6 separate regions of the Mus musculus genome follow, and all the other regions are linked to region 6. Evidence: chromatin contacts called from public ChIA-PET, HiCAR-type, HiChIP or PLAC-seq and promoter capture Hi-C data. All regions are on one chromosome and are shown on one strand. Each heading gives the region's core, a stretch centred on a gene start, on an enhancer-like site or on the middle of the called end of the contact. The rest is flanking DNA. Distances are from core to core; before and after follow the strand shown. Region 1 overlaps Gm32378 (a long non-coding RNA gene). Region 2 holds the start of Gcfc2 (GC-rich sequence DNA binding factor 2). Region 3 overlaps Gm20383 (predicted gene, 20383). Region 4 holds the start of Mrpl19 (mitochondrial ribosomal protein L19). Region 5 holds the start of Vax2os (ventral anterior homeobox 2, opposite strand). Region 6 holds the start of Hk2 (hexokinase 2).

Region 1 (4,809 bases), core at 1,669-4,168, 740 kb before region 6:
GTTTTTTGCCATCTTGATACAAAGGGTGCATCTTCAGACAGCTTGCGCCTCAACCAACATCTGACTACAGTCTGCTGGGACTCTGGACTTAGGCGGCTGCAGCACTGATGCTGGAAAGAAGTTAATGCTTAGGAGTCATTGAGATGGGATTCATCTCACCTATGAGAAGGATATGCATTTGAATGGCATGCAGTACACACTGCTGTGATTAGAACATGGCTCCCCAATTTGGGTTAGAAACAATATTCAAATTCTTAAACTAGAAAGATCAAAGTGAGTGAACTTTGGAAAGAGATAAGGTCCTGAGAGTTCTTCCCTGGTGAACAAATTAACTTACTCATGGATTAATAGATTAGTGTTTCACTGTGATGGTTGGTATGGTCAAGTGGATAGGATCTGGACTCACATAGGAGGCAAACATCTGGACATATCTACAAGACACTTTCTGGATTAAGTTAACTGAGGTGGGAAGATGTACACCGTGACAACTCTTCTTGATCGCCAACTTGACTACTTCTAGAATTGACTACAACCAAAAACAGGCTGGACACAACTGTGAGGGATTTTTGCTTAATCACTTGAAGTGGAAAACCACACTTCTAGTCTGCATCTTTGATCTGGGAAGATACCCTTTAATGCAGATCCTTTGAAGGGGGAAGATCCATCTTTAATTTGGGCCATACCTGCTGGCAGCCCATATAAAGGACATGGAAGAAAAAAATTGCCCTCTTTGCTTGCTTGCTCTCACCTTTGATAGCAAGTCCATTCCTTCACTGGCATCAGAGTCTACTTCTTCAGGATTCTAGTGTATACTGAAGACACAGCTGAGACATTCAGCCTTGTGGACCAAACAACTATTGGATTCTCAGACTTTCTGTCTACCAGCAGGCAGCCTGTAAAAAAAAAGTTGCATATACCACAGCCTGTAAAAAAATTTCATTTTATATTTTATTTCATTATGTAATATTATTAATTAATATAATTGATATAAAATATTTAATATTAATAATATATTATGTATAGTATATAGTGTATTAGATTGATAGATAGATAGATAGATAGATAGATAGATGATAGATTTATTCATTCTATCAGTTCTGTTACTTTAGAGAACCCTGACTAATACACACCCTAACTGTGAATGGTACCAGTTCATGGGCTCAGATCCTGGACTGAGTAAAAAGGAGAGGGCTGAGCACTAATGGCCACCCTTCCCTGTGTCCCCTCCCTCTGTCCCCTCCCTGCTCCCTCCCCCCATACATGGATGTGGATGTAATGTGACCAGCTGCGCATTCTTCAGTCATCACTGTGCCTTTCCCCCGATGACGAACTGTACCCTGGAACTGTGAGTCCAGGTAAACCTTTCCTTCCTTAATTCATGTTTGTCAAGTGTGTGAGATTCACAGTAACAGGAAAGTAAGAAATGCATGAGGCCACCAGGAGAGTGACCTTTACACAACCCAGCTCGGGTGCTCCTTCTTCAGCTCCTTCCTCCTTCCAGCACTCATCTTTGTAAGATTTGTGGGACTCAGTTATAGCACCAGGAAGCAGAGCAAGATGCCACTTAGGTTCCTGTGACACAGAGAGCTACACACCTGCCTCTCAGGGAGGCCACTGCTGATGTCCACCCCAGGTTTCAGTTTCCCTTCCAGGCATCTACCAATAGCCAGGTTTCCCTCAGATTCCTTTGTTAGCTTTCCCAGTAGTCCCAGCTCTGGCCAGGGAGGGTTCTCTTAGTCACCTGACCCCCTAAGAGCCCTACAACTGAGGGTGGGAACATGGCTGTTGATAAGTATCTGGTGGACGGTTTTATAACATCATGTCCCCATCATTGGTGCTTTCTGAGACTGACTCTTCATTTTGAATGTCATTTTTTCCCTTGAGTGAAGTTTATACTCAATTTTCTATCTGAGCCTAGTATGAATCGTTGCACTGTTATAATCTGTATAATTATATTGATAAATCTTTGCTTATTATATTCTCATATGGCTGATATCCCGTGAGAGTCAGTGAATGAAGGAGAATTGGCAGTTATTGAACAGCTAGGACAGCATGAGACTACATCTGTCATCTCACATGCTAGTCTAGAACTTACTGTGAGGTAAAGTGTTAGGGTTCATAGTTGACAGATGAGGAAGCCAGAAGCTGAGGGTGCTGTTTGTTTGTTTGTTTGTTTGTTGTTTTGGTTTTTTTGGTGTTTTTGTTTTGGAGGCAGGGTCTCACTATGGAGTCTTTGCTGGCTAGCAAATAACTATATAGACCAGGTTGGCCTTGAACTTGTAGAGATCAGCCAGTTTTTGTCTCTGACTTTGCCTCCTTGGTGCTAGGATTCAAGGCACTGTGCCTGGCTTATTTGTTTATTTACTTATTTATGCCCTCTCACCTCCCCCCCCCCTTTTTTGAGACAAAGTTTTCCTGTGTAGTCCTGGAAATTAGATCTGTAGATCAGGCTAATCTTGAACTCAAAGATCTTTTTTCCTCCTCTGCCCCTGCCCCTGCCCCTGATTAAAGCAATTATCACTGTGCCTTGCCTAATTTTTAAAACCTTTTTATTTGTATGGGTGTTTTGCTTGCTTATGTGTCTGTGACTATATGTCAGGGTCTGTAGAACTGGAGTTGGAGGCAGCTGGGAGCCATGTATATGGACGCTGGGAGCCATACTCTCCTAAAAGATCAGCCAGTGTTCTTAACCACTGAACCATCTCTCCAGGCCAGAACCTAGTGCCTGGGTTAGACCTACGAGTAAGGGGGCGGATCAGCACTGAATGGGAGGCTTGACACTAAGGTCCTCACAGCTTTCTTTGTCTCTGCCCTGCCTCTAACTCCCTTGAAACCAAGCTCCCTGGGAACAGAAAGGGCAGCTGTGTGAATAGCTGGGGACTGTGGTTTCTAAAGCCCTTGAACCGTGAACTGCCCCGGCCGAGGCCTCGCTTGTCAGCCTGGCTGTGTGCAGGCATCTGCTTCACCTGGGACCCAGAGTTAAATATTATCCCGCTTGAGCATTTGCCTTCAGTTTCTCATTTTCCAACTCCCATGACTCCCTGTGACTTTGGTCAAATAGACTCTGGCCGTTATTACTCTCTTTAAAACGGCTTCTGGGCATCGTGACAACGTGTTTGGAAACACTGTGGCATATTTGTGGTGATTAAACTTATGGAAACATCTGGATTCCAGGCTTCCACAAGCCTGGGTGGCTCCAGTGCAGGCCCCACTTAGGCTCTGGTTGAAGGAATCTCAAGCGAGCCCTTGTGGCTTCTACTCCCTAGCCTCTGAGGGCAGGAAAATCGCTGGCCAGACATTTCCACAGGGGCTCCAGGGGATCAAAGAGAGAAAAGCAAACACGGAGGCAAAATGTGCTATTTATTCTTGGAACAAAGTTGCATTGGCAGCCTGCTCCCCTATAGTAATGCTTGCTTTCCTAAAAGGATTACACTTGCCCTGGCTTCCTCTCGCTGGATTTAGCTGCCACTCAACTCATGACCCGTGGCTTCGATCTCGATCTCCCACCCTCTCCCAACCATGGCTTTCGTTTTTCTCATTGGGTGGGCAAGAATAGATAAGATTAGAATTATCCATGAGAGAGAGAGCGTGGGTTAATATGCCTTCTGAGAACGCCCTGCATCAGCAGCTCAAGTCAACTGCTCACATAAGCTCGCCCAGGGCACGCCAGTCCTGTTCCTGGGTTACAGAGGGCTCTGAGCACTTTAGGTCTGTCTTCTCCAGGAAGAAGGAGGAAGGTGAGGCCGAGGAGGCCTGAGACACACTGCTATCCTCCTGCCTCAGCATTCTAGAGTGCTGGGATAAACCATCAAACCTGGCTTCACATATTTGTTCTGCGGCAGGAGAGGTGGATGGCTCAGCATTTATGATCACTTACTGCTCTTCCGGAGGACCAGAGTTTCCCTGCCTCCACATGAGGCAGCTCACTCTGCTTAGCTGCTTGCAACTCTAGCTTCAGGGCTACAAAGTCCTTCTTCCAGTCTCTATGGACAACTGCACACATGCAACACACACACACACACACACACACACAAACACACACACACACACACACACACACACACACACACACACACACACATCCAAATGCTTATTCCTTGGGGGAGGGGGTGGGGGGGGGAAACATTTAAAATTTACTCTCAGCAATTTTGAAATGGGCCATAGTTGCCAATTAATCTCTCCTCTTATAACCCCATGGTGGTGGCAGATCAAGTTCCTCACTATCTACCTCAATATTCTGGTTTCCCAAATGAAAGATACCCACACACAGTCTTATATTTTAATATTCCTTAAACAACTCAATGTCAGGGCCAGTCCCAGACCTCCACGTGGCTAACTCCTCCCCTCTGATACTCCTGATACTAAAATCTACATTACATCTTTGCAGCCCTAAACCTGGTAGGGGACTGGGATCGCTCTTCCCCAGCTCTTACACGATTGGTGTGTCTTTCTTCTCCAGCTCTCAGGCCTGGACCTGACTCTTTTCCCAGCATGGTGGTTCTAAATCCTCCTTCCTCTCTTGGCCCCCACAAATCCTAAAATCCTGCCCGTGTCTCTCTGCCCAGACATTGACCAATCAGAACCAATAGGGGAAGGGACCCTCAGTATCTCAAATGCATATCCTCATGCAAGTTTGGGAACCCAATAAACATACTGCAAATGTTAGACCAAATCCATAGCAGAAATGTGCAATACCACTGCTAACCATATTTCCCATGCTGTACAATAAAGTTAGAAAAAGTCGGGGCTGGAGAGATGGCTCAGTGGTTAAGAGCACTGACTGCTCTTCTGAAGGTCCTGAGTTCAAAT
Region 2 (4,896 bases), core at 1,663-4,162, 850 kb before region 6:
GGTTCTAAGTGGTAGTGGTGCCTTGAAGCAGTGACTGTCTGCATGGAAAAAGCATTTTCTAATCAGAGAGCATCCTGGGGACAAACAGTAGCTGGGGGACAGCTGCAGTGCGGCCCCTGCCACCTTTATGTGTCCAGCTCTTCTCGCCATGAGTCAGCACATTAGGGAGCTGTTTTAGGGGAGATTACAGAAAAGCAGCTGCCTCTGGGGTATTTGGGTCATAGCTAACGGTGGCCCTGGTAACCATGAGCTACAGGACTAGGAAAGAACCTTCCTCGGCTGGTCTCAGTTGGTCTCTCTGTCCTCTGATTTGATCTTTTCTGAGATGAATGGGGAATTTTCGCAGTATCACAAGCCTCGTGGTCATCATGGAGATAGAATACTCAGGGGTCAGGGAGGAACAAACATCCTATGGCTTCATATTTTAGAGCTAAAGGGTATTTAATTTGTTCCTCTGATGTCGCTGGAGCTCAGGGCAGTTAAACAACTTGAGCTTGGTGGGTATGCAGGCTCACACCTGTAGTCCTGGCACTTGAGAAACTGAAGTAGGAACAGTACCATGACTTGGAGGCAAGCCTGGGCTACATAATTAGACCCTATCTTAAAGCAAATCCATCCTAGTTGGAGGTGACACCTCTCCTGAGGTATTAGCAGCCAGTGCCAAGCCCTGCTCAGATGCTGTCCTTACCTCAACACAGACAGGAAGAAGTTGGGTGTGATGGCATAGGCCTGTAAGACAAACATTCACGAGTTCAAGGTCAGCCTTGTTTGCATAGCAAGTTTAAGAACAGCCTGGGCTAATTGATACTCCCCCCAAACAAAGAAGATAGAAAGGAAAGAAAAGATAGAAGAGGAGAAAAATGTTAATCCCATTCTCCTTTCCCATCTAACTTGAATCATTTCCCAGCCATTCAGAGAGGAATTCTGATCTCTTTGTCTGTCTAGGCAGCCAATAATAGCAATGAAACTTCCTCATTCACAAGGTTTGTAACAGCAACAGAAGTCCGACTGACACACTCTTGAATGCCTAAGTTTAATGTAGAAAATCTCCAAAGATAAGGCCTCTCAAGTCTAAGATCACAAAGGATCAAAATCCAAACAATCTAAATTTTGGTATAACAATTTTAGTTCTTTAAAAAATATATACTTAAGAGGCAGGCAGATTTCTGAGTTCAAGGCCAGCCTGGTCTACAGAGTGAGTTCCAGGACAGCCAGGGCTATATAGAGAAACCCTGTCTCAATATATATATTTTAATATTTAATATTAATTTTAAAGGAGCTTTGTTGGAGAAATATATACAAATATTACAGAATAAATAATATTTCCAAATTAAAATAGGCATGCATAGTATGTATGACTTTGGAAGGAAAACACTCAGCTATACTTGTTATAGTCTTATGGGTATAACAATTGTGAGCAAATAATGTAAATTTATAAGTAGGTTAAAAAAATAGAATTAAATAAATAAATCAATAAATAAAAGGGTTGGTAAGATAGCTTGGCTGGTAAAGATACTTGTTTGGCCTAGTGACCAGCTTACACAGTGGAAGGAAAGAGCTGATTCCAAATAGCTGTCTTCTTATCTTAGCCATATTCTTTCTCTCTCTCTCTCTCTCTCTCTCTCTCTCTCTCTCTCTCTCTCTCTCACACACACACACACACACACACATACACACACTAAATATATGTAAAAAGAATTAAACTAAATAGGGTGAAAAGAAAACTATCTTGGTTATTTTTCTCATGTCACCATGACAAAGAACCTGGCAGAAGCATCTTAAGTGAGGAGGGGTTTACTTGACTCACAGTTCTGTCGGCACCCTCCCTCCATCATGGTCGGATTGGCAAGGCCAATGGCTTGGTCAGCAGTGGCCGAACATTGTCAATCAGTAACTCCACACCTTGGCCAACCAGGAAGCTGAGAGCTCTGGCCAGAGGGAGATGTATCCATCACCTGCAAGGCCTGCCTCTGGAGAGCCATTTTTGCGAATTAACCCATAGTCCCAAAGGTTCTACAACTGTCCCACAGTGCCACAATCTGGGGACCAGGTTTTCAATGCCACGAGCCTGTGTTAAATGTTTCTGATTCTAGTCCCAACAACAGTATTTGGTAGCTGTATGCACCCAACTTTATGTAGTCACATGAAATGTTTTGATGGTAACTGAAGTCTTCTTGAAAACCAACCAACAAATAAGGAAACAATAAAGGAATAGTACGCTGGAGACGGGGTGAGGTGTGCTGCAGGTGTTAAAGCCTGGAGCCCAAAGGTTGCAGGCATGGAACCTGATGCTTATGGAAGCAACTGCAAACTCTCATCACAGCTCTGAGAGACCAAGGTTTCACTCTCTCTAGATTGCCTGGGACCCAACGTAGTTCTTACCCCAAAGGGAATACAATTTTGGAGCCAAATATGTGCCCATGGCCTATAAACAGATTTCTGCCTTTGCGAATTCCATGGTCAATGTGGGAAGTGTTAGTTTGAAAGAAGAAAGGAGAGAGAGAGAGCATATGAGAGAGAGAGAGAGAGAGAGAGAGAGAGAGAGAGAGAGGAGAGAGAGAATGGAGTTATAAGCCAAAGCATTTTAAATACATTTGTGGAAACCTTAAGTGAACAGAATGCAGTGGAGAAATCTCAGCCACAGGCCTCAGGTCATTTATGCTCTTATCATTTATGCTTAATTTCATTGTTTATCCCTCCACTTCTGTCTGTTCTGGGTGAGATGTGCAGGTAATCTCCCGGGCTTCGAACATAAACTGCGAGAATGTTTGGCCAGTTATTATCTGTCCCACTAAAAAGGCAGCTCAGCTCGGCCAATTCAGACCATTGGGTACCGAACCCTGCTGCACCAGGCGGAGCTCTCACAAACACGCATGCGCATCTCGAGACGCGCGACTGCGCAGGCGCCGGACACCTAGCCTTAAGGAGACGCGCCAATCCTACTTGGAACATGGCTCTCAGGCCCCAGAGGACTTTCAGGCGGCGCCAGGTCGAGTCCAGCGATAGCGATAGCGATAGCGACGGCGCGAAGGAGCAGAGTGCGGAGGAGCCGGCGTCTGCCGGCGGCCGAACAGAGGGAGCGGAGCGGCCGCGCGGGGCCCGCAGCGCCCGGGGCCGAGGTCGGGTCTGGGCGAGTTCCCGCCGCAGCCCGGGAGCTGCTCCCCGCGGGGACGGCGGAGCAGGTGACCGAGGGGTGGAAAGGGCTCCGTTGCTCAGATCCAGAGGCCTCTATGGCCGTCTGCACCCGCATTGCTCAATGCCGGGGTTGCCCGAAGCCTCCCATAGATCTTGGTGGCACTTTGCAGTTTGCATCCTCAGGTGACCCGCACCGACTAGAGCATACAGCCATTGGTGTGCACACACTGAACCCAAATCCTCAGAGAGGTCCTGAACGACTCCTCGTGCTGTTAGCTGTTAAATGTGGATGAAAGTCGTGTGAGCCTTTGGGAGCTTGTCTAACAGTTTTCTAAGAACACCAGACAGTGACTAAAAGAATAAGGACAGGGTTTGGAACGTTGTCATTTTTAAAATCAGTCATCTGCAACAACAACAAAAAGTAGATTAAAAATAATGTAAAACGAGGTGCTGTGACTGAGATTGGTGACACTAAGGACCGTTCCATTCATGTGATCAAATACCAAGTCATTTGAGGGCTGGCGAAGCCAGTCAGCAGTTAAGAGCACTGGTTACTCTTAGAGGACCCGAGTTCAGTGTCTAGCACCAACTTGGTGGTTCAGGACCGTCTGTAACTCTGGGACATTGGAACTCCTCCCCTAACCCTGTCAGGCAGCAGACACACACAGTGTAGGAAGATCACTGTGTTGTACAATAGATACACTAAACTTATTCTTGTAAAATTTTGTAACCTTTGCCAACATACATTCCCACATTGGCTCATATTAACCACCATTCTATTCAGTGTCTGTGATTTCCTTCAAATTGTTTGGATTCTACATATTAATGAGAGCTTAACATATCTGTCTTTCTGTGCCCAGCGTATAGCACTTAAAATAATGACTTCAAGGCTTGGGATCTTACTGATTTCTTAGTCAATGTCAGGGGCCCGGTTCATCTAAAGTTTGATTGATCTTTTTTGTATTTGTAACAAAGTATGCCGGTCATCTGTTTACCTTGAGTTAAGTAAGTACTTCTCTTCCCTCCTAGATCAGTGGTTCTCAAATTTCTTTGGCCTTTGAACTCTCTTTGTAACTCTTAAAAATAGAGGTCCCAAATAGCCCAGGTTTCTATAGATTATTTTTCTTTTGTTACCACTATCCTTAAGATAGTGGTACTCGGCTCAAAGTTTTACAAAATTAATAATTTGCATTGCTTCATCAACAAACGTGAATGAAAATGGCTTTCTTTTCCCTTTCTTGGTGTGTGGTGAAGAATACAATGACTGTGTACGAGCTGATGTCACTGCCTTTGTGCTGAGGCGAGCGCTTTTACCCACCACACTTGTACCTTACTACAATGTCAACCCAGAGAAAAGAACAAGTAACGTGTGTCTGTTACAATCAAAGTGGTTTTGAGTGCACACATCACCTCACGAGACCCCGAGGGCTGTGAAGGATAACTGGAGACCGTGCTTTGCCTTGGTTGGAGGCAGAGGTTGTCTCTCACAGCAGTAGCTAAGACGTGAGCGGTGGCTTTATTTTTTTCCATATTTTATTCTGTGTTTTAGAGATGTATTTTCATTTTTGTGTATGTCCATGTGTGAGTACAGTGACCACAGAGACCAGATGTGTCAGATCCCCAGGAGCTGGAGTTTCAGGTAGCTGTGAATTGCCTGACACAGATGCTGGGAACCAGACTCATGTCTTCTGCAAGGACAGTGTGTGTTCTTGACCTCTGATTCACCTCTCAGACTCTCCTTTAAATGTTTATTTGCACCAA
Region 3 (4,777 bases), core at 389-2,888, 790 kb before region 6:
GTTGTCTTCCAGCCCAGTCTCCCATCAGCCAGCCAGTCCTCCCAGTCTTCCCAACCCTACCTACCTTCCCTTTTATGCCCTTACCCCTGACTCATCCTTCAAGTTCCAGCTTCAGTGTCACCTCTTTTACAATGTCTTCACTTACCACTCCCCAGCAGGCAGGTGCGGATGCTCCCCCCAGCATCCTGCTAGACCATCCGGCTCTCTGGAGTCCTCAACGTACTGGACGATCACAATTGGCATGGCTCAGGCGTAGGGTGCCCATGTGTGATGTTGTGATTTGATCCTCCCACCCTGGTCCCTAGCACTGAGTGCTGCTGGCAAGATTCATGTTCGCCTTCTAAGCCCCATGGCTTCTCTCCTTTACAAACTACATTTCCAAAGAGCATTTGCCAACTGACTTCCTCTTTTTTGACCGAGGCAGGAAAAGTATCTTCTAACAGGGCTATCAAGGTGAGAAATGAGAACAAGAAGCAAGAGGCCTGGTGAGATGGCTCAGGGATTAACTGAAGAGTTGGATGCCAGGACCCATGTGACAGAAAGAGAGAACTGACTCCTGAAAGTGCCCTCTGACCACCACGTGACACCTATGTGTCACTTCTGACCTCTACGTTCCATTCCATACTCGGGTCATTCACCCACCCGCAGAACACCTTCAAGCTTGTCACTACTTTATTCTAATTGGATTGTGTTTACATCATTGCTTTTTAAGGGGAAGCAACTGGTTGGAGCTGGATGGAGTAAGGATTGTTTTTTTTTCCCACTGGAAATGCAAAGGAGGACACAGCCTTTTGTTTTTGTCAATTACAGTAGCAAAGAGCCTTCACACACACACACACACACACACACACACACACACACACACACACACACACTTCTGCTTCTTGAGTCACCCCTTCCTGAGAGCCAAAAGAGGCGCTCTTCCTCAAGCCACCGCACGGTGGCGCCTCCTCACAGTCCCGGGGCCTTTCACAAAGCGGCTTTTGTCCCTGCGGGCAAGCAAGCACAGCCACTGTTCCCTGAGCAGAAACCTTGTCCAGGAGTGACCCCACTTGAGCTCACGAGGTTGTCGTTCAGTTGAGTCACAACCATCACCCAGGTGCCAGCTGGTCCCAGGAGCCCTGTGCTGCCCAGTGAGTCTTTGTTTCTAGCTCAGAACAAAAAGGATCCTGGTATCACCTCCCTTGGTAGCACATGAACTTTTGAGAAAGTTTCTGGGGACTCCCTGGAGGGACTTCCAGGGAGTCTCTTTCCTCCTCCACCCCCCTCCACTGCAGACCTGGCTGACAAGGCCTAAGATCACCGCACATTTCTCCCCAGACAAGGGGACTACAAATTTTAAATCTTTCGTGTGCACCCTTCCTGTAAATCACCCTGGCTTGGTGAGAGTTTAAGAGGGAACTGCAACTCGTATGCCTAACATCCAGAACAGTCTGTAGCCTTGACCTTGAAAGCAGACCTGAAACTGATGTAGCCATCTGACCCCCATAAAGTAAGTGACTTTGGATTCCAAAGGCTTGTTGGAGCATGACAATTAGTTATAAAGCATTGCGAAGCTGAGGGTAAGCTCCCTGGAGATGCCAAGCAGAGAACCCAGTGTTTTTGTGGCCTAAATGGAAGTCACAGAAAGTCCTGGCTGTCATGCCAAGAACCAGGCCACAACCCGCCCCATGGAGGAGGAGCCAGTAACCAAAGGCAGCAGAGGTGGCACACAGCTCCAATTTAGGATAGTGTCAGTTGCCATCTGAACAGTGGCTGAGGGTATTTGGGGAAGGCTCTTTCTAATCCCAATGACTGCTTTATTTGATAGACAGTATTAAAGCTACTTTATAGACAAGGAAGGAGAAGGTTACTCGAACAGTTAAGAGCCGCACAGCTCGTTAGCGGAGTTGGGGCTCAGGACCTTAAGGCTCAGGCAATTTCTGTTCCCTTGATTACATGACTCTCCTTGAGGTTGGTGTGCACATTAGAAATGGGGGGTGAAGAGAAGTAGTTGGGCTAGATCTTGCTGGAATACAGGATTCTCTGTGAGGTGTCAAGTTTAGACAAAGGATAGCTTTGCCCGAGAGTCAGCCAGGAGCATCATTGGGTCACAGAGTCCCCATGGGGACTCAGTGGATGGAACAAAGCCAGCAGGAACCCCATAGCTTCTTTGGCATGGCAGTGGGTGGGTTTCCTGTTTGTCCTCCTCTTGTCTTTGCTCCATGAGCCTCTGCCAGGGTTGCAAGCGCATGTATGCACACAGGCAAAGTCACACACGCATGTGTCTGCACACTCACACATGCACATGGCTATACATATGTACATGAACACACACCCACAACCTATTCACAGGCTCACAAATACCCAGCCTTCACCCCCAGCCCCTCTGCCTGTGGGACCCTGCCTCATGGAACGACTTCTGGTTCTGGAGGCCGAGGTTGAGGACAGGTACCCTCTCCGCTGGTCTCCACTTACTTACTGAGGCTTGTCACTGGACCCAGAGCTCACAGATTTGGGCTAGGCTGGTTAGCCAGTCTTTCCCAGGGGACCCACTCTCTCCTTGTCTCTCCTTCTGGAGGCACCAGTTTTTTTTATGTTGGATTTGGGGTACCAGTCCTCATGCCCATGTAGCAAGCACATATCTACTGGACCATTTCCCTAGTCTTCTTATTGTTTATATTTTTGAAAGGGGGCCTTATGTATTCTTTGATATACAGTTACAATGACCTTGAATATCCTTCTTTCCCCTTCACAGTGCTGGGATTATCAGCTTGAACCATTATACTCCATTTAGGGCTCTGAGCACTTGAGGTAAGCTCTGTCCCCAGCCCATAGACAGTGCTTTCGTTCCCAGAAACACACAGCGGGCAGACACCCCACCCCTCCTCTGTCCTCCCTTGTGCTATTCCTGAACCTTGCAGTGGGTGATCTCCTAGGCAGGGAAGGAACTGGAGACAGGGGAAAGGGGATGGGGTGGGCTGCGGAGAGCAGAGGACAGAGGTGTGTGTCTATGAACATGTCACTGCGGAACTCACTCCATCATAAATAAGCTTAATGATAAGGAGCTGGGGAGGTGGCTCAGTGGGTAAAGTGTTTGAATCCCTAGCCTCCATGGAAAAGACAGAGTTTTCCACTTGTTTCTGCAGCCCCAGCGCTTGAGTGCAGAAGGAAGGAGAATGGGGAGAGAAGATGAGGGTTGCCCAATGGCCTGTCAGTCACATCACAAGCCCTAGGTTCAGTGAGAGACTAGATTCATTGAAAACAATGGAGGAAGGCAACATTAATTCTCTAGGCTCTATGTGAGTATGTGCATACACATAATACATATATACATACATACATGCATACATACACAGGTATATGCCTCTCTCTCTCTCTCTCTCTCAGAAAAAAAAAAGAATAATAAAAAAACAGTAAGACCCACAAAGAACAAAGAAGGCCAAAGGGAGCCTGCAGAATTCCTCCAATCTAAAGTGGACTCAGGTAGTAAACCTTCAGTTGGGAGCCAGGGATCTATAGGCTGGGCAGAGCTGTAAGAGTACATTTGTTCCCTCCCCCACGCCCCCCACCCCACTGCCCCACCCCACCCCCACCCCCCGAGTCAGCTCCCTCCCCCCCCCCCCCCAGTGCCTAGCATAAGACCAGCTCCGTGATAGTAAGCGGGGAGGGGGGGGGGGTAATGGGTAGGACAGGAAAGATGCAGGAGAATGAACAGCTCTTATTAAACCAAACCCAAGGCTCCAGTTGTCACAGGCAGTTAGTTACCAACAATCTGGCTGAAGTCAAAATTCTCTCTGGAGTGCCTCATTCTCCCGGGATTGATTCCCCACTGTATTTCTCAACTGATTGCTCTGAGTTTGCGCAGGAGACCACTAGACCTGGTCAACCACAGCAACCATTCTGGCTGGCTGCGGGGTGCTGCAGGGTCCTAGCCTGCCTGGTTGCAGCTGAGGGTGGGTGAGCCTCACAGGGTGGCACAGATGAGGCAGCTTCGTTGGACAGGGCAGTCTCTGCTCCGGGCCACGGGTCTGATGAGCCCAGCACCCCCTTGTTTTTCTAAGCGGGTGTTGGGCATTTCCTTGTTTAAGCCTCCAGGTCAGGTCGTCCCTTCTTCCGCGTTTAATGAGCTCATTTATTTTTCCTTTTTACTCGGTGGATTTTAGGGCCAATTAATGAGTGCTGGGGTTCTTTTTTAAGAGCCAAGTTGGGCCCGAGTTCCACATTCCCAGCTCTCAGAATCCCCACTATGACTCCACGTTTCTCCCCCACTGCTTGCCCCAGTGCAGTTTCCATATTTAGAAGTTTCTGGAACTTACTGAGGTCCCTTTACAGGCCTTCTCCGGGACAATCGTTATGAGGTGAATTTCTGGTTTGGTTTTTGTTTTGTTTCGTTTTGGTTTTCTAAGGAAGAAGCTTCGCGTGTAAACACAAGGAAAGAGAGCCGCTCTCTCAGTGTGGGGTTTGCCCTCTGAGTTTGGTCTACCGCTCTTTTGGGGGTTGAGGAGGCTGGCTCTGCATTCCAGGGAGACTTCAGAGCTGCTAAGCCTCCTTTGTGTGGCCTGTCTGAGGGAGCTGACAGGAGGGAGTGGTGGAGGAACGAAGTTTGGATGCCTTGCTGCAGTAGTTAGCTCAGGAGACCCTGAGTCCTGAAGGGCTGGATGGACACAGGGTCGACACAGTAAGAACAAGGGTTCTCTCTTGTAAGAACCGGGGACTCCCTGCGAGTCTACAGTTCCTCCAGTCAATAAACAGGATGGAGTGCCGACACCAGAGTCAGCGCAAGAGGACAGATGGA
Region 4 (4,388 bases), core at 1,059-3,558, 810 kb before region 6:
TCTTCACTGCTTTATACACTGTCTCCATACTTGAAAATAACCATGTTTGTTTAGGCAAGGTCTCACTATGTAGTTTCTGCCTCAGGACATCCCTATGCTAGGATAGCAGACATGTCACCATGCCCAGGCCAGTCTAGTCCTAATGGGTGTTGCCCTATAATAAAAGAAGCCCTCAAAAGAAACTAAACAATGCACGTTAAACAGTGAATACTAATCTGTATCCAAGGCAAAGCACACATTATCTCTTGGGGAAATCCCAGTTTCACTCTCTGGATGCTCAAGAAGAAACATACCTTGTCCTTCAATCGTGTTCCTGAGGGTGAAAGTAGCCCCGAGCCCATTCCCTGATCGCTTGATGCAAATCCCCAGGAACTGGCTGGTTTTTCCACTGGCATAGGGGTCGGCTGTGGTGACTCGAAGTATGCTTCCTACAGAGTCAGAAGAGAAGCAAGCTCTGACACAGATGCAGGAATGAACAAATAAGGTTTATATCTTAGTATGTCAGAAATAAATAACAGCAAAACCCAGACATCTGAACAATAATCTGAAGGCAATGAAAACTAGCGCCCAACACCTGCTGCCAGACACCGTTACTCACCAACATAGAACTCTGGAATCGGAAGCACCTTTCTCCTGTCTAGCATATCTTTTCTTTCTATCTTAAATTTCAGAGGGTTTGTTCTCCCCCTGGGAGGGATGAATTCAGGACTCAGGAACCTATAAAAAAATTAAAAATGAAAGGTGATTTAGGCCAGCATAAGAAAAACAATGGGTATAATGTAGATGTATTTTATTCTTTCAATATGGATTGCAATGTTATTTCTAAAACCATGGTTTCCAAAACCATTGTTAATGCTCACTCCTGAGAACGCACCAGGCATTGTGTTTAAATGGTTATCATACATCAAGTAGCCCTCAAGGTCTGGACCTTATTGTCCAAGAAGGCATTTGTGCTAAGGGTTTGTTTAGCTGTCATCCTGGGCAGCTACTGGGGCTTAGAAAGCCTTAAAGAGTTTCAGTCCGGTACAGGAAACATGTCACTGGGCATCTAACCTTGAAGGCAAGGCACAGACCCCGGCCCCTTTCTGTTTCTCCCTTTGCTTTTACCTAGCTAATGCTTCCTGCCACGCTATACTGTGTCACTGCAGGGCCCAAGTGACAGGGCCAGGACCAAGCAAAATTAACTACAACTGTCCAAACCCTGAGCCAAACGAATTTGTTCCCTTTAGGCTGGCTGTCTCTGGTGTTTGTCACCACACAGGCAAGCTGACCCATAGTAGCATAAATTAATCCTGAGACCAGTTAGATGTTTTATTGTCATCTTACTTAAAAAAAAAAAAAACAAAGCACAACTGGAGCGTAAAGGTGATGAACCGCTGACATAATTACTATTTGTTACAATTTTGTCACAGTTAATACGCTGCATTTCTCTCAGTCTGCAAATGAGCACAAGTCTCCCACTGAGCTATAAATATGGAGAAAATATATACAAATCACCAGCTGCAAACTGACTTTAAAAGAAATCTTCCACCGAGCATAGGGATTCCCACCTTTGATCCTAACATTTAGGAGGCAAAAGCAGGCAGATCTTTTTTGAGTTCAAGGCCAGCCTGATACACACCCACAAATTATTGTGTATTGTGGTTGGAGCGCCCAGCATAACATTCATGTGGGGATTTGAAGGCAAACTTTGGAGTACGGTCTCTCTTTTCTCTATGGGTTCTAGGCATGGATTTGGGTGTACAGGTTGCAACTTTCACAACCGAACCACCCTGCGGGTCCATACTGTTAAGCTTCTGAAGATGCATTTATGTAGGTAAGACGAAAAAGAGTGTGCTGGATCCACGTGCCTGAGCCGATCTGACCTCCCCAAACCCTTCCTCCTGGATAGAATCTGTTGGCCAAGGCTCACCGTGGTGGATTTTAGGACAAACTGAGGGAAGGGAGTCCAAGCCTGCGTCTTTCGTGATCTAGAGAGGGGCAGACCCGGAACCCGATTTCGTGCAGCCCAGCTATAAAGCGGGTATCAAAGTGTGCGCACTCCCACGCGGCCTCGGCCGCCTCACCTTCTCTCGTCTTCCGGGACTCGGCGCCGGTCCACGATGACAGGTTTCGGCGGTGGCTTGAACCCACCGGGCTCTGAAGGCCCGGTGCTCTGAAATCGGCTTGGGCCCGTGCAGACACGGCAGGCATCAGATGCGAAGGCAGCAAGCCGTGGCCTGGCCATTCGGACGCTCCGGGCCAGGTACAGGGACGCCCTACAACTTTCTGCCATGGAGGCCGCCATGTCTACACCCTCAATGAAGGACTACAACTCCCAGAAGTCAGTGCGATGGGGTGTGGCCGGACGGTGGCTCCTATGGGACTAAACTTGCTTCCCGGTGTACCGCCGCTTGTTTGAGGGAGTTATACCTGTAAATGTATATAATTTTCCTCTTCTCCATAATTTGCAAAGTTACACTTCTCTACAGGGTTAGCAAGTTTGTACATTTCACTAAGTACTGTGATCTCATTTGCATTTAGTGAGTGACTATGAAGTGCGTGGAGTGTGTGTGTGTGTGTGTGTGTGTGTGTGTGTGTGTGTGTGAGTGTGATTGCAGGTGCCCATGAAGGACATATGATCCCCTGGAGCTGGAGTTACAGGCAGTGGCAAGGGACCCTATGTGGATGCTGGAAATTGAACATGGGTCCTCTGAAAAATTACGTGTTCCTAACTGCAGAGCCACCCTCTCCAGCCTCCTCAGTTCCACCTTTTATTTGCTTGTGCCTACATGAAAAACACAACTGTCACCTAAAGGGCAAAAGAGATAGTTTATTCTAGAGTCAAGTATTAATGAGGGGCTCAGAACACAAGATTTAGGTCACCACAAATCCATGTTCCAATTACATGTAACAATTCCATGGCATTCCATAGTATCAGAGCAAGAAAGCCATTCCTTAAACACATTGGCAGGTACACCCATTTAGGAATGCTATATCAAAATGGAGATGTCTCTGCTGTATGCCTCAGTTGCGCTGATGGCCTTCTTAGCCTTCAGGTTGATGGAAGTGAGGCGGTTGCTGAATGTAGTCCCTTAATAATAACAAGGCCGTTGGTTCACAAGTAAGTTGGGAATAAATTACCATTTGAGGGACTAATGGGCCAAGATAGTTGGGCTCTGGATCTGCAGCACCACAATGCTTCAAGTCACTCACGTTTTAATTAGTTAATCAGTCTTGTAGAACGTTGCTTCTTTTAGGAAATTTTCGTTTGCCTCTTGTTTGATTATTGGTATTTAGTTCGTTGTTATGAATTCCGTGGGGAGCAATGAGTATCTTCTTTTGCTTAACTTCTGTCTTACTAACCAGCACTACCTGGCTCTCACAGGCTCCAAACAGAATAATAAATGCTAGCTGTTTTGTCAAAAGTTAGAGTCATCAGAGAGGAGAGTACCCCCAACTGAGAAAATGTCTCCATAAGATAGGTCTGTAGGTGGCCTGTAGGACATTTTTTTAAGTTAGTGATTGATGGGGGAGGGTCCAGCCCATTGTGGGTGGTGCCATCCCTGGACTGGTGTTTCTAGATTCTATAAGAAAGCAGGCTGAGCAAGCTATGAGGAGCAAGCCAGTAAGCAGCATTCCTTCATAGCCTCTGCATCAGCTCCTGCCTCCATGTTCCTTCCTTGTTTGAGTTTCTGTTCTGACTTCCATCAGTGAGATCCAGTGTTATGGAAGTGTAAATCAAATGCAACCTTTCTTCCTCAACTTGCTTTGGTCATGATATTTCATTTCATCAACAAAACCTTAACTAGGACAAAGCATAAAGAGAAAAGCCATCACTCTTAACAAATAGCCCCCACGGAGTCCTTGAGCTCACTGAGAACATTCCCTTTTCCAGAACTAAAACTGAGTTTGCCTCGGGCAGTTGGGAGGCATACAAGCTAAAAGGGGTCCATTTCAAACCTTCTTGAGTTGAGAGGGGCTTGGGAGACAGCTCCGTGTAAGAACACTTACAGCTCTTGTAGCAGTTCCCAGCACCCACACCAGGCGGCTCCCAGCTGTTTGTAGTTCCAGGTCCAGGGAAACTAATGTACACTGGGTGTCCTTGGGTAACAGGACATATGTCCTGCACATAGACTCCTGCAAGCACACACACACACACACACACACACACACACACAGAGAGAGAGAGACAGAGACAGAGACAGAGACAGAGACAGAGAGACAGAGAGAGAAATTGTTTGAAAAAAATTAAAGAATTTGAGATTTGAGGGCAGCTATTGCTGGAGGTGAGGCTTAGTGGTACAGCACATGTCTGACATGTACAAAGATTGTGGATTCGAGTACATCATCACCAATACCAAAAAGAAAAGGAAGGAAGGAAAGAAGGGAGGGAGGGAGGGCAGGCA
Region 5 (4,930 bases), core at 2,178-4,677, 940 kb after region 6:
CCACCCACCCACCATGACTGTGGCACTCACTGGCCAAATAACAACATAGTAGCACCCAGACCTCCTTAGCAAGGACAGCACTAAAGAACACAGTCTCCCTAAGTGCAAAGACTGGCCAGAGACCAGTGGCACCAAGGAACCGGATCACCTGAGAGCTTCCAGGTCACCTGGAGACCCAGAAGAGTCCGAACTTCCAGACTCTAGTTCCAAAGCACTCTCCAAAACCATCAGCCTCTCCAGGAAGGATGGTTCAGCTCACTTGGGGACCAGAGCCCAGAAAAGGCTCCTGGAAAAAGACTTGATTGACCTCCTCCACCAGTGAAGTGAAGATTTAACATCATGAAAAGAAGCTGGTGGTGGCACATACCTTTATTCCCAGAACTTAGGCGGCAGAGACAGATCTCTGAGTTTGAGGCCAGCCTGGTCTATAGAGTGAGCTCCAGGACAGCCAGGGCTACACAGAGAAACCCTGATTGGAAAAACCAACCAGAGAAAACATTGTGAAAAGACGCAACTCTGCTTTTGTCGGCACAAACACAGCTTTGTAGGTGGCATGGGAGGCTGCTTGGGTGGAGGGTATGAGGTCTAGCTTCCACTAGTTTCTTCCGCTTCTGTTTTTCTATACTAGATGTAGGGCATACTTTGAGAAAGCCAGAGATGAGATAAATGCAGATGGCTCAGGTAAGGTGGTCAATGGGGGAGGGGGCTGTGGGGGCTGCTGAGAAGTCCTACTGCCCTCCAGAGGGCAGGCTAGGAGGGGACCAGTACAAGGCTGGCCACTTTGCCTAGGTCTCAGATGGGTTCCAGTTCTCTGGTTTCCTTAACTATGCAAAGTGCTGGTGCTTTCTCAGCTCCCTCTTTTCTTCTCTCCCATCCTGTCCTCATTCTCTCCTTCCTTCCCTCCCTCTTCTCTCTTCCATACAACCAGCAGGCACTGACAGTCCACACTGTCCCCTCTGCCGGCCAATTACACACCATGGAAGCCATACCCCACCCCCACCCCCGCTCCTTTCTTTGCGAATAGGGCCCAGCAGGCATCCTCTCTTACCGCTGTTCTTTCCTTTTCCAGCACTACAAGAATCAGTGAGAATCGCCAAGTCACATCTACCACCTCTCCCAAAATCTCCAACCGTTTTCACACACACACACACACACACACACACACACACCACAGACCAAGGCACTGACTGACTCCCCACACCCAACACCTGTTCAACCTCAGAGACAGAGACCCCACAAGCCTACCCTTGGTGGTCACAGACACCCGCTACCAGATCTTGGGATCTCCTGAAGTACTTTGGCTTGGACTCACACCAAGCATTTGGCTCACCCCTAGTACCTAGTTTATTCCAAATCTGCAAGTGGAAGAAAGGAAGAAGAGTCTGAAGGATCGGGATACTGGCCTTTAAAGGAGCCATAGACCCTCGGTTACACACACCATCCTTCTCAATCTTTCCCCCAAACCTCTTTTTAAAGCTGAGTCAAATACAATGAGACTGTTCCCCACACTTCCTGACACTGTCTAAACAGAAGCGGGACTCTGCAGAACGTGTAGCCAAGAGGACACAGGCTCCTGTCCAGAGATCCGTCTGGAGCAGGCACTGAACAAGGGGCTGCTCCAGGACAGAAGCGCGAGAAAAAAAAAAAGCCCGTGCTCAGTCTCATTCTCTAGGTGTCAGTCCCAGGAGTGACAACCTCAGAGCTGCGGGAGAGCCCAGCGTTTGCTCTTGGCAGTACAACCTGGCGGTCTGCCGGTCCAGCTCCGCACCTCACCCTGGCTGGGGACAGCATCCGCCTCCCGGGCTTGTCTGGCGAAACTCGCGGGATCCCCACAATAAGTGGCTGTTCTGTGTGCCTGAGTGTGAGTGCCTTGGTTGGGGGACGCGTGCCCTGAACCCCAGACCTACACCCCACTCTCTACCGTCGCCCCCACCGCACCAAGTTCCGGAGCCCAGCAAACCTCCTCTTTTCTGCCGGGTCGAGTCAGGGTCGCCTCCTCGAGCTCTGAGTTTTCCATCAAGCGGAGCCAGACTGAAAGCTAGGTGCATTTCCCTGGAGATATAGGGAACAGAGGGAAGAGGGCGAGAGGGACCAATGGGTAGGGAGTAATAAAGTTTATGAGAGGGTGTGGGGCGGTCTTCTGTACCACGGGGCTGTCCAGTCTCCCATTGCCAGGCTCTAAACACCGCCCCACGCGAGGAGGCGCGAAGACACCATCCCCTCCCCCTTCTCCACATATCTCTTTTCCTCCTATCCCTCCTCCTTCTCCTCTTTCCCTCCCCTTGTCTCTCTTCCCCTCACTCCCTCCTCCTTTTTTCCTCCCCCTGAACGAACTCCCGTTGCGCTGCGCCTACTGGATCCACCCAGAGTCCTGGAACCCCAGCTCGCGCCCAATCGCCGACGGGGGCGGGGCCTGTAGGGGGCGGGGCAGATGGAGGAAGGGGTGGGGAGGGGCAGGGAGGGACCTGCTACCCTGAGCTAGGACTAGCGGCTGCTGTGGCCCAAGCAGCAGTGGCGGCGGGCATGGGCGATGGGGGCGCGGAGCGGGACCGCGGCCCCAAGCGCCGGGAGGAGCCTGGTGGCCGCAGCGGGCGTCACGGAGAGCACCGCGGAGCGGAAGATTTGCGTGCTGACACAGGTAGCGCGAGTCCGAGGGAGATTGCTGGGACCTCCGCCTCCAGCCCTGCGGGCTCCAGGGAGAGCGGAGGGGACAGCGACGGACAGCAGGCGCTCGGTGAGACAGACCACTGCCGCCGCATCCTGGTACGAGGTAAGGGGACAGCCGCAGCTCTGATTCCCTGGGCCACCAAGCTGCCTTTCCTGGGGCCTCCGACATCCCTACAACGTCCATCTCTCAGATCATACAGTGGTTCATTCATTTGGTAGTTCATCCTGTAAATACTCCGAGTGCCTATTGTGTGCGGGACACTGAGCTGAACGCGGGGGACAAAGCAGGGGGCTGGACCTTGTTTCGTCCTGCTGGACCGGTGCTCTCTCTCTCTCTCTCTCTCTCTCTCTCTCTCTCTCTCTTTCTCTCTCTCTAGGCCCATCCGGGCTGGTTGGTGTAGTAAGGACACGAATCAGTTGGAGAAGCCCGACACCGAGAGCCAGGGCCTCCGCGCCGGGGTCCCCGGAGCAAGGGCGGAGAAAGTCACGCGCGCGCTGTAGGGACAGGATTGGGAGGGACCCGAGTGGGCAGCTGCTGAGGAAGGCTGGGCCACGCAGGCAGTCGGATGCGTCCCCGCTTCAACCCAGCCTTATTTCCCAGCACCTAGCCTTGCGTGGGTTGAGGCTTAGAGATGGCTGGGTGGGCGGTAGGGTAGCCTGACCTGCCGCGGCTCCGCTGCTCCAGTTTTCCCACTCGCTTGGATACCGCCGGCTCCGGCGCTCCTCCGCCTGGCCTGGCCGCCTGGCCTGGCCGACGCTTTCTTCCTCGGCTCCACCCGCCCTCACCCGAAGTCGGAGCCCCTTCACCCATCCCCCTTCAACCCCCGCAGCAAACTTGCTTTCCCGGCACTCTCCTGCCATCGCTCATCCAGATCCAAACCTCCAATGCCAGTATCCTGGGTCTGGGCCTCTCCCAGGTAGACACTTGGAGAAAGAAGTCTCGGGTCCTGCGGTCAACTGGATCCTAGGCCTGAGGCCTGTTGTTTTTCCGCCATCCTGGGGTTTCGGACTCACTCACTTGGCTTCCCCCAGCTGCCTCCCACAGGCCTCAGGAGGCCTGTAGCCAACTTTCTTTTACGGAGGGAAACCTAGGTTTCTGTCACCCAAGTCAATATCTTAGAGCAGGTGGAGTACAACTTTCCTGACCCCCACCACCACTGTCACCATGTGAGTGGCCCTGGGGATCTGAGAGCCAGCTAGGGCAGGGCATGGAGGTACAGGAAGCTCTCTTAAATTAAGACGCTGCCAGGGACCCTGAATAAAGAAACACTCCTGGGAATAGGTGTGGTCATTGGAAGGCTGGGTGGCTACTGCCATTCTAGGGACCCGCTTGATGGTGTAAGACAGTTACACCACCAGGAATCCCCGCAGGTGTGAGGACTTGTAGGTTACCTGGGGTTAATATGAATTCCCTTTTGTCATCTGAGGGGTTCTAAGGACAAGGAGCGACCACCAGTTGAGTTTCGTTGAGGGAATCTGCAAGCCTTCCAGAAATGAAGACACAGCCTAAGCTCTTAGGCTAAGGACCTTGCCAGTGCTATGCATTAAGAATAGGCGTCTCCCCTGGTCAGGATGACTGAGTTATGCGCCCAAACACCATCTTCCTCCATTCTACCAACCTTTATGTAGATCAAATAAATCTTGCTCGTGGGCATCAGTGGGACTGTCTCTGGTGCAGACTTGCAGAGGTGGGAGTAAAATGTGGCCCTCTGTCCTCTGGGATAGAGCCATTTAAGTCAAGTAGAGACGCGCATGCCGGGTACCTCTTCAGGGGTATACTTTTATAATGTACCCACACAAGGTAATTCCTTTACATTTGTAAAATATAATGGAAATATTAAATACAAGTACAGTTATCCACTGGACTGAAATAAAAAGCAAATGCAGAAACGTAAATCCCTCTGCCCCTCCCCCATTTAATGACAAGGCTGTCATTACAGGCCTGAAATGCCGGGGACGTCATTTACTGCTAATCCCTCCTAGGCAGGGTCACCCGTGTCAGTCACTGCTCGAAGCCCCACCACAGCTGAGGGTAGAGGCTTCCATGAGAAAAGCCAACCCAACACTGGGGAAGGCAAGCCCCCATTGTCCAAAATTAAGAGCCCTCCTTAGTACATTTTACCCTTGTCCTCTGGTCCTCTGAGTACGTAGCCCCCTCAATTCTTCTAAGGTGCAAAGGAGAGCTTATGTGGGCATAAGAAATGACCCCACCCTCTCCACTTCTTTTCACCCTCCTTCCCACGCCCGGGTGTGGCATTGGTTG
Region 6 (4,480 bases), core at 280-2,779:
AGAAACTCAATTCTCCTGGGAGTTAGAGCGCTCCGGGCCTGGCTCCGGTCCACCCCCACCTCTCTAGCCCGAAGAGGAGAGTGAGGCTCCAAGCAGGGCCGGAGGCGCTTTCTTATGTAAATGGCGCGCCGAGAGAACTGGAGTTTGCCGGGAAGGCAGAGTGAGGTGGGCTCAGGAAGGTCAGAGCGACTAAAGGTTCATTTTCAGAAACCAAGAAAACAAAACAAAAACAAAAAAGAAAAAAAAGAACTCTGGGGATCGTGGGGTGGGAAGATGAGTCCATTCCGTGTAACTTTTAGTTCCAAATCAGAACATACTATCCAAAATCCGCCCTCAACTCGGCGGCCAGACACGGGGACGAGGCGGGGCGGTCCCCAGGAAGGTCTGCTGTGAGGGGGCGCCCCTTTCGAGCCTCAGTTCCGGGCAGTTCAGTTCCGGGGAGGGGGCGCGGCAGGCTAGTCTTTCTGCGCCCTTTCCCGCTCCTTCCTGGGTGGCTCTCTCCCCCACCCCACCCCCGATCCACCCCCAAGGAGCGCCACGAGGAACCGAAGGCCTCTTCAACACATCCTTAAATTCAAGAGGGCCGGGCCCCAGCTGCTACACGCTTCCACCCCGCCTCCTCCCCTAAGCAGGATTCTTCCCCACGTGCTCCTGCCGGAACTCGGGGCTGCAGAAGGGGGCTCCTCCCACGTGGGCGCAGCAGTCTCAGACTACGTGCAGGGCGGCCGTCCCATCAAGAAATTAGGGGCTCTAAGGGTGGGGAGGGTGCGCGCAGGTCCCGGGTAGGTGGGACTATCGATGGTGAGCGGTCGGGCCACGAGGGTGCCTAGCAGACGTGGCTTCTCGCGCGCAGGACTTTCCCAGCTACCCAGACTGGTTCCACGTCTCCAGCCCCGAAGGAGGAGGAAGCAGGTCCTCTGCGTGCTCCAGATTCCGGGAGAGCACGCAACTTGGTCCGAAGCGAGCCAGAAGCTCCCGCCCGTGCCGACTTACCTTCTGCACTTGGTTTTGGTTGAGCTCCGTGAATAAGCAGGCGATCATATGCGAGGCGATCATCTTGTTGCGGCGAGTCGGGGCCAAATAGAGAAACCGAGGCTCGAGCGCTACCGATGGAGCAGGCAGCGCTGTCCGACCGCTTTGAAACCAGGCCCGGGTGTCCGGCTGGGATCGAAGACTCCAGGAGCCACACAAAGAAGCTTAACCACGATGGCTCACCAGCTGAGGGCCTCAAGTTTCCAGAAACAGGGTTTTTTTTTTTCTTTTTTTCAATTTTTTTAATCACAACTACTAGAAGGTACCCTAAGTCTCACTCCTGCCGACCGGTCTAGCTGCTTAGCGTCCCGTCGCTAACTTCACTCACTGGGTCACTAAGGCTCAACTTCGGAAAAAAATGACAGTTCTGTTCCAATCCGGCGATCGCACCTATCAGAGTCACTGGCGTGATGCTCCTGCCCTCGGATCTCCAAAGCAGAACAACTCCGGGTAGCCTGTGGTGTCCTGAGACTCCAGCACTGGAGTTGGTGCAACAATGTGGCTTATTGAGGGGCTGCCGGCTCTTTGGGCCGCCCCGGACAGTGACGTGGATGTGCTCATTGGCTGCGGGAAGAGGGTGTGTGCGCTCTTCGGCTGTCCGCCCGCGGTCCACAGCCAATCAGCGCCTAGAGCCCGCGGGCGCGGCTGCTCCAGCACCCAAGCAGGCGGCGGGAGAGACGCGCCCGAGGCTAGGGGCGGAGCTGGGCGCCAGAGTTGGGACGTGTGTTCCGTGGCTAGAGCTCGGGACTCCAGGGCGCATGAGCCACCGCCGCGTCAGGCTCAGCTTCGGGTGGGGGGCGCGTGATCGCGGACCCAAGAGATGTTGGGCGACTGGAAAGACAAGTGATCGTAGCAGCACACGCCATAATCTGGTATCTGGGGATCATGTGAGGGGCTGCCACTGCCCTGTGACAAGTCTGAAGCACCGTGATTCTCATCTTAATTGTAGCTCAACGAGTCAGCGGATCCCTGAAGCTAAGCCATTACAAAAGTCAGCCCTTCTTAATATCACACCAATATAGCATATGGATTTTACTAACCCCGTTTTACAGATTGGGGAACTAGGCACTGTGCTGTTAGTGAGTTTTGCCCAAGGTCACACCCCTAACAAATGGTAGATGAAGACAGGAACACATCTTACTCTGAAATGCAATTCCCCCACCCCCGGTATATTATCCAGCCTTTCTTGAAGCCAGCAAAGGCTGGAGAGAAACTTTGTTTGTAGCTGGGACTGATAGATGGGAGGAGAAAGGGCACCTGTAACAGCTTGATCCTAGGCTCAAGTGGTGTGAAATGGTTTATAGATGCTGAGAAGAGCCCGCCTCGACCTCAGCTCATGCCTGACACCAGACTCTAAGTTGACATTTATGAGTAGACGCCATCAATATTGAAATAGCACCTCAGATGACATGAAGTTGGTGCTGGTGGAGAATGGAAAGCCAGGAGTTTGAAAGTTACATGGAAGGAAGATAAAGCCTACCATTTCCAAATAATCTCACTCCCCAAGCCCTCTCTCCACCTCCGGAGTGGCATGTGCCACTACTGGGGATCTAACATGGGACTTTGTGCGTGCTAGAAAAGCACCCTGCCCACTGAGGTACACCCCAGCCCTAAAAAGGCTCTGCTCCACTTTCTATGATGTGGTTCATCTATTTCCTCTCTGGGTGATCCCTCTTAGCGCCATCGTCAGCAGTTACACCATCCGCACACAGGTAACTCACAAACCTAATCTACAAGCGAGGACTTTCCCCAGGGATTCTGGCTTTCTTAACCAGCTGTCATTTGTCATCCCTGTGGAGGTGACTAGTGTCTCACACTTAACATGTACTAGGCTGAACTTCCCAGGGTCACCCCCCCCCCTTTTACCAATTGTCTCCACAAATGACGTCACCATCCATGGTTTTCTCCCTGCTCTTACATCTATTCACACCATCAGTGAACAGTTAGTCTAACTTAGCAAATCAAAGAGGCCAGACCCTCATAGCCAGGCCACCGATGACTCCACCAGAGCCTGTGTAATTTCACTTAGCTGCTGTTTTTAGGTACCTCTAGCTTGACCACTGTGATCCCTCGTTCACTCAGGAGCTAAAGAGACTTGTTTAAAATACAAACCAGTGCTTCATGTAGTGGCACACACTCGTAGTTCCAGTGATTCAGAGGTGGAGGCAGAAGAGTCAGGAATTCAAAGCCAACTTGGATAGCTTGATAGATACGCTAGGTAGGTAGGTAGGTAGGTAGATAGATAGATAGATAGATAGATAGATAGATAGATAGATAGATAGATAGATAGATAAGAGATAAGATTAGATTGGTTGATAGATATATACCAGACTGTCTTGGGGTGGTGGTGTCTTAAAACCATTGTTTTTCTTCAACTAAAATCCAAACTCCTAAGAGTAACTATTAGAAATAATTTTTAAGGCTGGACATGGTGGCACATGCCTTTAATCACAGCACTTGGGAGGCAGAGGCAGGCATATCTTTGAGCTCCAGGCCAGCTTGGTTTACCAAGCAAGTAGACTTGGAAGAGATACTCAACGAAACCCTGTCAAGAAGAAGGAGGAGGAGGAGGAAGAGGGGAGGAAGAGGAGGAGGAGAAGGAGAAGAAGGAAGAAGAAGGAGAAGAAGAAGAAGAAGAAGAAGAAGAAGAAGAAGAAGAAGAAGAAGAAGAAGAAGAAGAAGAAGAAGAAGAAGTAGTAGTTGTTTTAGAGCCAGGCAACAGCACTTTGTGAGTTCAAGGCTGCAAGCATGGTCAACAAATTCCAGGACAGCCAGTGCTACACAGAGAGACCCTGTCTTGGAAAAACAAAAAAACAAAAACAAAATTGAAAACAAAACAACAACAAAAACAAACAAACAAAAATGTTTCTGCCTCAGCCCCCACACCCAGGCGGTGGGATCTAAGGTATGTGCCACCACACCCGGCTCATTTTCTAAGGGTTATCGTCCTTCTGTCCTACCTGACTGAACAAGAGTCTACATCTACATTGTTCCCTTCTATTTGCAGAGCCTCAGGTGGAGGCACTCTATCACATGGTAGGCATTTACTGTGTGAGTTAGTAGATGATTTAGCAATGACTCTTATGTCACATATGATTATAGGACACCAAAGAGAGACTTTCATTTTCTATATTAGTTCTCAAGTCCTTTCCACTGGTCTGTCCTCACAGCTCACCAGGATCTTTAACCCAGTTGCAGCAGCTTCATAACCCAGCTTTCCTCTCTTGATGCAGATAAACCAGAGGTGTCTGATACAGACTCTGAGATGCTTAAAGCAGAGACTGAATCCTCATCTGATGTGTTTCTGTAGGACAGAAGCTGCCTTCCACATGAATGGGAGGAAAGGATCAGGCCAGGGGAAGAAGAGACAGGAACTCCCAGATAAGATAAAGAAAGGGGCGAGACTAGCGTGAAGCAGGGAGTCTGATTAAGGCTTTAGGTGTTCAGA

The links. Promoter capture Hi-C pulls out the DNA fragments that hold promoters and counts their contacts. ChIA-PET counts read pairs in DNA pulled down with a chosen protein or histone mark. HiCAR-type assays count read pairs that join an accessible place to other places. HiChIP or PLAC-seq counts read pairs in DNA pulled down with a chosen protein or histone mark.
Region 1: a contact with region 6 is called in an H3K4me3 HiChIP or PLAC-seq map of embryonic stem cells, with 3 times the contacts expected there. The contact joins the enhancer-like site here to the promoter of Hk2 in region 6. A contact is called at or near these places in 4 of 39 promoter capture datasets (the 3T3-L1 cell line, 3T3-L1-derived adipocytes and cranial neural crest) and 5 of 115 datasets of contacts at active chromatin or transcription factors (astrocytes, differentiating embryonic stem cells, embryonic forebrain and 2 more).
Region 2: a contact with region 6 is called in a HiCAR-type map of astrocytes, with 3 times the contacts expected there. The contact joins the promoter of Gcfc2 here to the promoter of Hk2 in region 6. A contact is called at or near these places in 1 of 484 Hi-C or Micro-C datasets (B cells) and 2 of 115 datasets of contacts at active chromatin or transcription factors (astrocytes and pro-B cells).
Region 3: a promoter capture Hi-C map of frontonasal cranial neural crest shows a contact between it and region 6. The contact joins the enhancer-like site here to the promoter of Hk2 in region 6. A contact is called at or near these places in 11 of 39 promoter capture datasets (the 3T3-L1 cell line, the C10 cell line, the HPC-7 cell line and 7 more) and 6 of 115 datasets of contacts at active chromatin or transcription factors (astrocytes, embryonic forebrain, embryonic stem cells and 3 more).
Region 4: a promoter capture Hi-C map of pre-B cells shows a contact between it and region 6. The contact joins the promoter of Mrpl19 here to the promoter of Hk2 in region 6. A contact is called at or near these places in 14 of 39 promoter capture datasets (the 3T3-L1 cell line, the C10 cell line, the HPC-7 cell line and 8 more), 1 of 484 Hi-C or Micro-C datasets (B cells), 10 of 115 datasets of contacts at active chromatin or transcription factors (astrocytes, bone marrow-derived macrophages, cardiomyocytes and 6 more) and 2 of 9 other capture datasets (adipose tissue and embryonic stem cells).
Region 5: an RNA polymerase II ChIA-PET map of memory CD8 T cells shows a contact between it and region 6, with 5 read pairs. The contact joins the promoter of Vax2os here to the promoter of Hk2 in region 6. A contact is called at or near these places in 1 of 39 promoter capture datasets (pre-B cells) and 1 of 115 datasets of contacts at active chromatin or transcription factors (memory CD8 T cells).

What each region holds. Positions count from the first base shown.
Region 1 is chr6:82,026,988-82,031,796 of GRCm38.p6, forward strand. Gm32378 (a long non-coding RNA gene) reads right to left here. Exons shown (of 3, transcript XR_377778.2): 2 at 749-893. Among named protein-coding and RNA genes, the nearest start is that of Gm32378, 4.3 kb to the right of the region's middle. Within about 2 kb of position 2,919, at least 60 of the 459 cell types and tissues checked have an H3K27ac peak or open chromatin away from gene starts, as enhancers often do.
Region 2 is chr6:81,920,757-81,925,652 of GRCm38.p6, forward strand. Gcfc2 (GC-rich sequence DNA binding factor 2) reads left to right here and starts at 2,913. Exons shown (of 17, transcript NM_177884.3): 1 at 2,913-3,182. The coding sequence starts at 2,951.
Region 3 is chr6:81,986,228-81,991,004 of GRCm38.p6, forward strand. All of the region lies in intron 1 of Gm20383 (predicted gene, 20383), which reads left to right. Among named protein-coding and RNA genes, the nearest start is that of Gm20383, 4.3 kb to the left of the region's middle. Within about 2 kb of position 1,639, at least 73 of the 459 cell types and tissues checked have an H3K27ac peak or open chromatin away from gene starts, as enhancers often do. A contact at or near this core is called in astrocytes and liver, where this site is marked.
Region 4 is chr6:81,963,641-81,968,028 of GRCm38.p6, forward strand. It overlaps Mrpl19 (mitochondrial ribosomal protein L19), which reads right to left and starts at 2,309. Exons shown (of 5, transcript NM_026490.2): 1 at 2,067-2,309; 2 at 599-717; 3 at 294-428. The coding sequence starts at 2,287.
Region 5 is chr6:83,708,774-83,713,703 of GRCm38.p6, forward strand. It overlaps Vax2os (ventral anterior homeobox 2, opposite strand), which reads right to left and starts at 3,428. Exons shown (of 6, transcript NR_002871.2): 1 at 3,330-3,428; 2 at 1,961-2,052. Vax2 (ventral anterior homeobox 2) reads left to right here and starts at 2,466. Exons shown (of 3, transcript NM_011912.4): 1 at 2,466-2,770. The coding sequence starts at 2,524. Gm32943 (a long non-coding RNA gene) reads right to left here. Exons shown (of 4, transcript XR_003956456.1): 3 at 4,287-4,475; 4 at 4,025-4,151.
Region 6 is chr6:82,772,925-82,777,404 of GRCm38.p6, forward strand. Hk2 (hexokinase 2) reads right to left here and starts at 1,530. Exons shown (of 18, transcript NM_013820.3): 1 at 994-1,530. The coding sequence starts at 1,056.